Linked DNA regions of Mus musculus: all the other regions are linked to region 1. Evidence: chromatin contacts called from public Hi-C and promoter capture Hi-C data. All regions are on one chromosome and are shown on one strand. Each heading gives the region's core, a stretch centred on a gene start, on an enhancer-like site or on the middle of the called end of the contact. The rest is flanking DNA. Distances are from core to core; before and after follow the strand shown.

The links. Promoter capture Hi-C pulls out the DNA fragments that hold promoters and counts their contacts. A called contact is a pair of places that touch in the nucleus more often than the background predicts.
Region 2: a promoter capture Hi-C map of embryonic stem cells shows a contact between it and region 1, with 6 times the contacts expected there. The contact joins the promoter of Dock11 here to the promoter of Il13ra1 in region 1. A contact is called at or near these places in 16 of 39 promoter capture datasets (the 3T3-L1 cell line, 3T3-L1-derived adipocytes, the C10 cell line and 7 more), 4 of 484 Hi-C or Micro-C datasets (the HL-1 cell line and embryonic stem cells), 1 of 115 datasets of contacts at active chromatin or transcription factors (stem cell-derived neural progenitor cells) and 2 of 9 other capture datasets (adipose tissue and liver).
Region 3: a Hi-C map of liver shows a contact between it and region 1, with 2.2 times the contacts expected there. The contact joins the promoter of Lonrf3 here to the promoter of Il13ra1 in region 1. A contact is called at or near these places in 3 of 39 promoter capture datasets (embryonic stem cells, hippocampal neurons and stem cell-derived epiblast-like cells) and 2 of 484 Hi-C or Micro-C datasets (embryonic stem cells and liver).

What each region holds. Positions count from the first base shown.
Region 1 is chrX:36,110,596-36,113,525 of GRCm38.p6, forward strand. Il13ra1 (interleukin 13 receptor, alpha 1) reads left to right here and starts at 1,513. Exons shown (of 11, transcript NM_133990.5): 1 at 1,513-1,680. The coding sequence starts at 1,599.
Region 2 is chrX:35,887,336-35,890,265 of GRCm38.p6, forward strand. It overlaps Dock11 (dedicator of cytokinesis 11), which reads left to right and starts at 1,497. Exons shown (of 53, transcript NM_001009947.3): 1 at 1,497-1,697. The coding sequence starts at 1,596.
Region 3 is chrX:36,326,917-36,329,846 of GRCm38.p6, forward strand. Lonrf3 (LON peptidase N-terminal domain and ring finger 3) reads left to right here and starts at 1,493. Exons shown (of 11, transcript NM_028894.1): 1 at 1,493-2,483. The coding sequence starts at 1,664.

The DNA.
Region 1 (2,930 bases), core at 263-2,762:
TGGGTATTTTCTCTAGCTCCTTCATTGGGAGCCGTGTGACCCATCCAATAGCTGACTGTGAGCATCCACTTCTGTGTTTGCTAGGCCCTGGCATAGTCTCACAAGAGACAGCTATATCAGGGTCCTTTCAGCAAAATCTTGCTAGTGTATTATTATTGTGATTTTTATAAAAAGAAAATGGAGATAGGTTAGCCAGAGTCAGAGAAAGAGATGTATTTTGACCATGGAAACAGAGGATTTAGTGGTACAGCAACAAACCAAGGAATGTGGGCAGTGTCTCACAGCTGGAAAAGTTCAAGCAAGGGCTTATGTTCTAGAATCTCCATGACAAAAAGTAGCTCTCCCTACACTTGGGTTTCGCCTAATGAGACTTCTGATATCCAGAAATGTATTAGAATGGAGCTTTTTAAGTCACCCAGATTGGGGCGATTTCCACAGCAGCAGTACAAAACCCCCAAAGCTGCTCAGTTCCTCTCCTTTCCTAATCTCAGAAATGCTCATCAGCACCCAGCTTCATGGCTCCAAGGTGCAGCCTTTCAACATCTTCGATACCTTCTCCTTACATAGTCTTCACAGTTTTTCATTATGCTTATGTAGGTGTGCATGCATGTGCACACACATGCCATGGTGCCCACGTGGAGGTCAGAGGGCAACTTGCAGGGCTCAGTTTTCTTCTTCCTCCATCTTTACTCACTAAGCTTTACAACCTCTCAATCTCTGCCCTCTCCCCCCTCCCGCCCTCCCCCCCCCACCTCTCCTGTAATTGGTGACAATCCTACTTCAGTCCCAGAATTGTTAAGCACTTGTTTAATCTAGGCCACAGTGCTCAGGCATGAAACACCATACCTGTCCATAGTATGTACCTCGAAACCTAAAACTATATTAAGCTGAGTGTGTGTTTTAACAACACAGGTACACAGGATAGTGACACTATCCCTTGTTTCGGGAATGTCACTTTAAAAACCCAATTCAATTATTACCAGCTTTCAAATATACCGTTGTCCCTTCCACAAAGCAGGGTGCCACTAAAGTCCCCAATCTACACTTCCAAGTCCATCCAGAGAAATAAAGAAGGTTGGTATTACTATTCTAGGAGTCAGAACTTCGGAAACAAAGGGCTCAGAGACCTAAGGCTAGATGCCAGGTTTCCAGATTCCCAGGCCAAGGTTCTTTTCCTACATGACCCTGCCCTAGTGTGTAGCAGGGTGCAGCCTTTGGCACTCGGGACAACCACACATCCTGATCAAAGTGGGAGTGAGAAGAGGCCAGTCTTTGGAGCCCTGCCACAAAGCTCCAGGGGAAGTCGCCTTGGGTCTTCCAAAGGACTCCCAGGTAGCTGTGACAGGTGGTGGCGCGGAGGGAGGCCAGGTGTCACTCGGTGGGAGTCTCAGAGCCGCCGGCCCCGCCCAATCCCTTCCACTGCCTGCGCCCAGACGCCCCCGCGCGCTCGGGTTACCTGCGGCCGTGGGCGGGGCGGCCCTTCCCGTCTGCGCCGGCTCTGGCCTCCAGCGCGCGGCGGCCGGGAAGTGGGAGCAAGAACAGAGGAGGCGGAGACTGCCGCGGCTCCAGCCGGGCCACGCTCCGAGGCGAGGGGCTGCATGGCGCGGCCAGCGCTGCTGGGCGAGCTGTTGGTGCTGCTACTGTGGACCGCCACCGTGGGCCAAGTTGCCGCGGCCACAGGTGAGTGTGGTCCCCGGCTGGTGACAGCCACCAGGGGGTTGGGGGTGGTGGTGGTGTGTGAGAAGGACGAGGCTTGGCAGGGACTTGGGCCGGCGGGGCGCCAGGAGTTCGATCGCCTTGGTCAGGGTGCGCGCACTGAGGTGGTCGGCCCTTCGATGTCCCGTGCTAAGTCGCCAGCCTTTGCCTTTCATGCTGAGTCTCCGTGATCCTGTTGGATTTGAGGGACCTGGGTGCGGGGGGGATTTCCCAGGCTCTGTGGCAGGGAGAGGGGGAGCCAGACCCGGCGACTGGCCATCTCACTTCCCTTGAGCACTAGGGAAGAGCCAAGAAGGCTGGCGTCTAGAGGAAGGGGACTGAAGGGAACAGATTTTTGCTCAAATGACTCTTACAAAGTGGCTTTGCCTTTGAAGGGATGAGGAACCTTGGGATGGCGACTAAGTCCTGGTGAGCTGGAACTTCCTGAGGGCTCCTTGCCCTGAGCCTCTTAGATGCTCAGTTTGGAAGTGTGGCTTTTAGCAGTGGAAGTTAAAGGGAGTCTAAAGATGGATCTTAGTCCTAGTAGCAAAAGGACACAAGAGGTCAAGGCTTCCTCTGGCATTAAGAAATCTGCTGAGAACGCCTGTCCAGCATCCGGACAGACCTCTTCCAACTTTAATAAACAGTATTTCGTGGAAGATAATCTTAAATTTACAGAAAAGTTGTACATTGTTTAGGAAGTTGCACCATTGCCTTAATGTTTGTGAACAATTTTTAACTAATGAACTTGGCAGTTGCTGTGAAAATCGAAGGTGAATGATTTCCTCATGGACTAGGCTTGGCAAGCGTGGCAATCGGGGCCTTTTAAAATAGGTTTTATTCTCTCTCTCTCTCTCTCTCTCTCTCTCTCTCCAACACACACACACACACACACACACACACACACACAGAGTTGCTAACGAATGTTTACCAAGTGTGCTGTGTTTTGAAACGAAAGCTGAAATGTTAATTAGGAAATCCCCATGCTCTGTCAACAAAATATATGTAGTATCTATGACAGGCGGTGTTTCTAGGGGCTGAGGATGTAATAGTGAGAAAAATGGACCAAGTCCTGGAGTCACGAAGCTAGTTACATGTACTCTTGGCAAAGGGTGTGTGTTTCTGTGTTAAGGTAAGATATGTCACATACCACTAAAGTGCTATGGAGAGAAACAAGATGAGAGTAGGGAGTTACAGCTGTAAATGGCACGGAGTGGAGTGGAAAGACTTTACTG
Region 2 (2,930 bases), core at 247-2,746, 220 kb before region 1:
CCTCTGCCTTGTACCTGAAGCAGTGAATCTGGAGTTAGCAAGGGAAAACATGCTAGAGTATTCTGGAGGTCAACAACTAGGAGCCAGACACACAAATATTCACCATTCATTGAACACATAGCATGAATTTGTGCTGATCCACCTGCAGGTAACAGTTTCCACCCCGACCCCCAACACACACACACACACACACACACACACACACACACACACACAGAGTGAGGTCAACATGCAGGATAATGCCTGTCCCTTAGAGCCCTTCCATGTCCCAGGTCCTGGAGGAACCCTCCATCTGTGCCTTATCAGGATCAATGAGAAGGTGGCCAAATGGGCTTGCTGCTAGGAGACTTGGTCTTTTCTGGGTTCCTGGAGTCCATTCCCATGCTCTTGTTTCCATAACAAAGTCCTTGTGTAGGTGTGTGACTGTGTGCTCTTTGAAGGCCTGAGAAGTGTGGAAAGTGCCATTTGGGCACCGGTAGAAATCCTCAAAAAGGATTAGACCCCTGGTGATGGGCCATTTCAAACTTAAAACAAAACAAAAAAAAATGAAGTGGGGCCTTTCATTTCAGAATTAAGGCCTTGTTTGTGTCTAAGCATGCATGCTTTACACCTAGTCAGATGTTCTGGGGAAATTAAGGAAAGGGTGAGATGGTTGCAGAGCACAGGTAAAAGCTAGAGGATTGATAGGTCCTCCAAAAGCCTTCCCAGTGAGCACTAGGGCCACTCCTTCTGGAATCACTGCAGAACCACACAATTCATCAAAGGCTCTGGGGTCTCTCACCACCCAGCTATCCCTGCCTGGGTAAGACTCACTTCTAGAAGCCTGTCCCCTGGTTGCCCTATGAAGTGGATGCCTGGGTGGGGAAATGAAGGGGGTTGGGTACAGACCCAGACAAGTCTTTCCTGCAGCAAACCCGCTCTTCCTTCCTTTGACATAGGGCAGACCCAACCAGGCTGAGTACACAATAGGAGCATGCTGCTTCCATGTTGTTTCCCAGCCTCTAGCCGCCTGGGACCCAGGGGCTTGCAGGTTGGGGGCAAGTGAGATTTTTCCCACCGCCTCACTGCTCCTGAAGTCTTAAGGGAGGCAGAGGTCTCTGGAGGCCCCAGCACACCCTAGTCTTGGAGACATTTCATCACCCACCTCTGACCCCCTCCCGCGCCATACACTCGGAAAAAGAAGCAGCCTCATCTCGCCTCCCGGATGCGGCTGCACCAGCAACATCAGCTGCGGGCGGAGCCCGGGTGCTTGCCACTTCCCCCTCTTCCCGCGTGACCCTCGCCCCCACCTCCAGCACTCCCTCCCCCTCCAGGAGACACACCCTCCTTCTTAGGCCACTCAGGTCGGGGCCCTTGGTGAGAGGGAGCAGCCGCCGCCGCCCGGCAGGACCCAGAGCCTGCAAAAGCTAGAGCAAAAAGGAGGGAAAGAGGGAGGAGCGGCGCGCGGGAGGAGGAGCCGCGGGAGCTGGGCGCGGGGCGGCGAGCTGAGATGTGGCCGGCCCGTCGGCGTGTAAACACAGGCAGCAGCAGCAGCAGCGGCCGCCCGGGCCCGGGGCACTGAGCGCTCCCGCCGAGACCTGCCCGCCACCTCTGCCATGGCCGAAGTGCGCAAATTCACCAAGCGGCTGAGCAAGCCAGGCACGGCAGCCGAGCTCCGCCAGAGCGTGTCGGAGGCCGTGCGGGGCTCCGTGGTGCTGGTGAGTGGTCGAGCGACGGGGAGTCCCGGGGGGGGGGGGGTTCGCTCACACCGGGAGCAGCGCGGTGGCTTCCCGCGCGCGCGCTGGAGACCACGGGCAGGATGGGCGCAGCTGCGGTCGAGCGCTAGGAGCTCTCTTTTTCCTCTGTTCTACTTAAGTTTTCGCTCTGGCAACCGGCTGCCTGGGGGTGGGAGTCTCAGGCGCCACGGGACAGCGCTCTGGCTACCCCACCAGCTTGCGCTGGGCTGGAAGCTGAATGGCACAGCGGGTTTCACAGAGCTGCGGCCGGAGAGTGGGTCTCCACCCCAGCGGGGGCGGCTGAAAGCTTCAGATCGCACCTCCCGCTCCCCCGGACCCCCGCACAAAGAGCTGGAGATTAGGGCACGAGGAGATCCGGATCCCTTTAAGAGGGCACCTGGGGCAGCCTAGGCGGAAGGATGCGATGAGCACAGATATACTTGAGTGCGGATACACATCGGGTACACGCGCGCACACACACACACTCACTTACACACACAAAAAACCCCACCCAAAAGCCCAGGGCGCCCAAGCTCTGGCGGGCGATGTGGACAGAGGAAGCATAGCGACTTCCTCCTGCTACTGGGGAGAGGGAGGGTGGTGATGGGTGTTGAGGGGTACTGCCAACTAAGACAGAGGGAGAGGATTGGAAACAACGGGGGTGGGTCTGCGCCTGAGTGGGTTTTGAGTCTGTATCCTCTGGGAGAGGATGGTTCTTAAGACTTGTGAGCGATTGGAGGCAAGAGGATGTGGGAAGGACTGGATGTTGCTGTGTAAGGATGAAGACCCTAGAACCAGACGCCTACGTAGACTATTGGGGATGTCTTGGCGGCGGGTAGAGCTGGGGGATGGGGATTGGAGAGTGTTCTGACACCCCCCTCGGGGAACCACCCCTCCCCCGCACGCCAGCGCACCCTCATCAGTCCTGTTCAGATGGTCTAAATCTGGAGGGAAGCCTTGGATGGTAAGGGGCACTTGCTCCTTTGCTTTTAAAGGCTCCCATTGCCAATTTTTTGGACTAGGGACCAAACCTTAAATAAGCAGTGGGACTAAATCATTAGCGTGCTTTTTTGTTACTTTGTTTTGCAGGAGATTTGCTGGCTTTTGTCTCTTTCCACTCCTATATTATTTCATGTCATTCGCTGTGTTTAAATCTCCGCACTTAAGAGAGAGCTTTTTGTTAGCACAACTTATCCTGGGAAGGGAACCTCGCAG
Region 3 (2,930 bases), core at 243-2,742, 220 kb after region 1:
CTCAATGCTGGCAAAGAGTCTATCATTCCAGCTCTGAAACAAGACTTAATCCCAGCTAAAACCATCCCAGACATTTGTTTAGAAGTGAAAATAATAGGTTTAGATGATATTGCCCAAGACCCCCCAGCTAAATGACCACAGCAGGAGGCAACTTGGAGACACTCAGCTTGGAATCTTAATTTGAGCACTCTCCAGGACCTGTAGGCGCGGGAGGGAGGAGGAAGACAATTGAGAGCAAGCCTGACTGAACTCAGCCTTCCTTCTTGAAGCAGTCTATCCTGAAGTGGGGTACTCCAGAACCCTGCCGGTTCATTTTGTTCATGGCTCTTGTCTGAAATGCAAAGGCCAGCAGTAAACAAATCCTTGTGTAGTTTGTGAGCAGTCTGGCATTTTTTTAAGGGGTGCCTGGTTGGGAATTTCCCGCCCCACTCCTCAGCCCAAGCCAGGCACTACAACTTGTGTTCAACCTAGCGCAAGGGCACAAACCCTAAGGTTAGGCACGGCCTGCCAGAAGTCAGCTTCTGTGAACCTGGAGGCTGTTTAGCAGCTGGGCTGTGACTGAATTCTCTGATTTTTTTTTCTGGATTTGCTGTCTTGGGCTTGTATCTTCCCTCTGCTTCCCTCACGCTCCCCCCCCGCCCCCCCCCCCGAGTTTACAGCGAACTCAGCAAACTCAGCTCTCAAGGTGGTGCCCATCTGGTCTCTGGGTCCTGGAGCCAGTGAATCTCCAGGGGGGTGCCCGCTCCAGCACTGGTCCCTGAGTTGGGGGTGGGAGGGAAGAGGAGGAGAACCGGAGGGCGCCTCCCTGGGGTCCCAATGAGCAATCTAATATAGGATTATAAGATGTGCGTTCTTCCCTTGCTGCCCAGCACGGACTGCCTAACTTGTTTTATCCGCTGGACCATTTGCTCATGATTCGCTGTCTTGGTAAGAAACAAAGAACTCTCCTAAAACTGCACTAAGTCTCTTTTGGGGGAATCCCTCAGGAAACCCAGGAGCTTCAGCAGGGGCACTTAACGCTCTTCTAGGGAACAAATGAGGACTTCTTGGGTGTCCCTAGGTGCCTTTGCAGACATCAGCCATCGCCCCCTGGAGGGGAGCCTGGCATTCCAGCAACTTCTGTGACTGGAGCCGATAGGGACCGGCCTCTCTCGGGCGGGGGGACTCCAACAAGCGGCTGGCAGAGCGGACCTGTTTGCAGACTACTTTTGAGGTGGGATGGCAAAGAGTTTAGAGCTGGAAAAGCGTGGAAGAAGAGGTTGTGTACCTCTCCCCAGTCCAGAAAGGACCCAAAATCACAAGTGAGAAAGAAAGAGTAAATGCAAACAACCTCAAAAAACAAGCCAAGAAAAGCCAAGCCAAAAGAAGCAAGCGCAAAGCTGTTACAAAACTGTCTGGTTTTGTAACAATTTCCCCGCTGCCGGCCAATGAGCAGCGTGGTAGGAGTCACGTGGTTGCGTTTTATATAACGCTTCGCTGAGACAAGACAGTTATTAGGCAGCGCGGGGCAGCCGGCATGGAGCTCGGGAGGCGAGGCAGACTCGCGCGCGCGGCGATCCCGCCTTCTCGCTCGCGCAGCCCGCTCCCAGCCGCCGCTCTTTCCTGCTAGTTCCCTGTTCCTAGACGCCTCTCCTCACTCCAACCTCCGCAGTTCCTTCTCTCAATGGATTCCCTTCAGACCGCACAGATGGTGAGCTTGTCCGCCGAGCTCGGCAGCAACAACTTGGAGCTGGCGGAGCCGGAGGAGCCGGGGACATCAGCGGCCGCAGGGCAGTCAGCCGCCCACCCGGAGGAGGTGACACCCGAGGGCTCCCAAGCTCTCGGGGCTCAAGAGCCCGAGCAAAGCCTGCCTCTGGCGGTCCCGACACCGCTGGAGTGCAAAGTCCTGCTCACGCAGGCGGATGCCTTGGCATCTGAGGGGCACCTTCGGGAAGCCCTCGAGGTGTACCGACAGCTCTCCGAGAGGCAGCAGCTCGTAGCGGAGCAGCTGGAGCAGCTAGTGCGCTGCTTGGCCGACAGTGTCCCGCAAGAGGAGCTGGCCTCCGACTCGAGCGGCACTTCGAGCTGCTGCGCCGCGGCGCTGAAAGAGGCAGGGGAGGCCGCGGCCGTGGCCCCCGAGGTATGGGATGGCTTTAAGTGCAAGAAGTGTCACGGGTTTCTCTCAGACCCGGTGTCCCTGTGGTGCGGCCACACCTTTTGTAAACTGTGCCTGGAGCGCGGGCGAGCCGCCGATCGGCGCTGCGCTCTGTGCGGGGTCAAGCTCTCCGCTCTGATGGCGGCCAGTGGGAGGGCACGCGGGCCGCGGCGCGCGGGGCAGCCGGCGCCCCTGCAACTGCGAGTTAACGTGGTACTCAGCGGCCTCCTGGGCAAGTTGTTCCCGGGCCCCGCGCGGGCGTCGCAACTCCGGCACGAGGGCAACCGGCTGTTCCGCGAGCACCAGGTGGAGGCAGCTCTGCTCAAGTACAACGAGGCTGTTCGTCTAGGTGAGTCCCCCCCACCCCCCATGCGCCGCCACAGGGGCCGTGCGGGCTTGCTCGCCACGCGAGGGGGGCGGGGGAGCGATCCCTGCTGGGAGGCGGGGGCGGGGGGACGGACCGGACTGATTTGGTTTCGCGCGCGCGCGCGCGCGCGCGGGCTGGGGGGTGGGGTGGCGAGGGAAGAGCCCGTGGCCCACGAGGAGGAGGGAGGGGGCATTGCAAGGAGTTTGTCTTCCCTACTTTAGCTTTTTTTTAAAAGCTGTGTCTCAGTCTTCTGATTGGTCCTATAGCTTTTTTTTTCTTTTCTCGTGCTCTTTCCCTCTCTCCTGCTTGCTTTCCTGCTCCTATACCTCCTGGTTCCAGTTTCTTAGTTTATCCCGTTCGTCTCTTTTTTGCGCATTTTTTTTCTCAGTTTTGTCGCTGTTTCGGTCTTGCTCAGTGTCACTGTCTCTA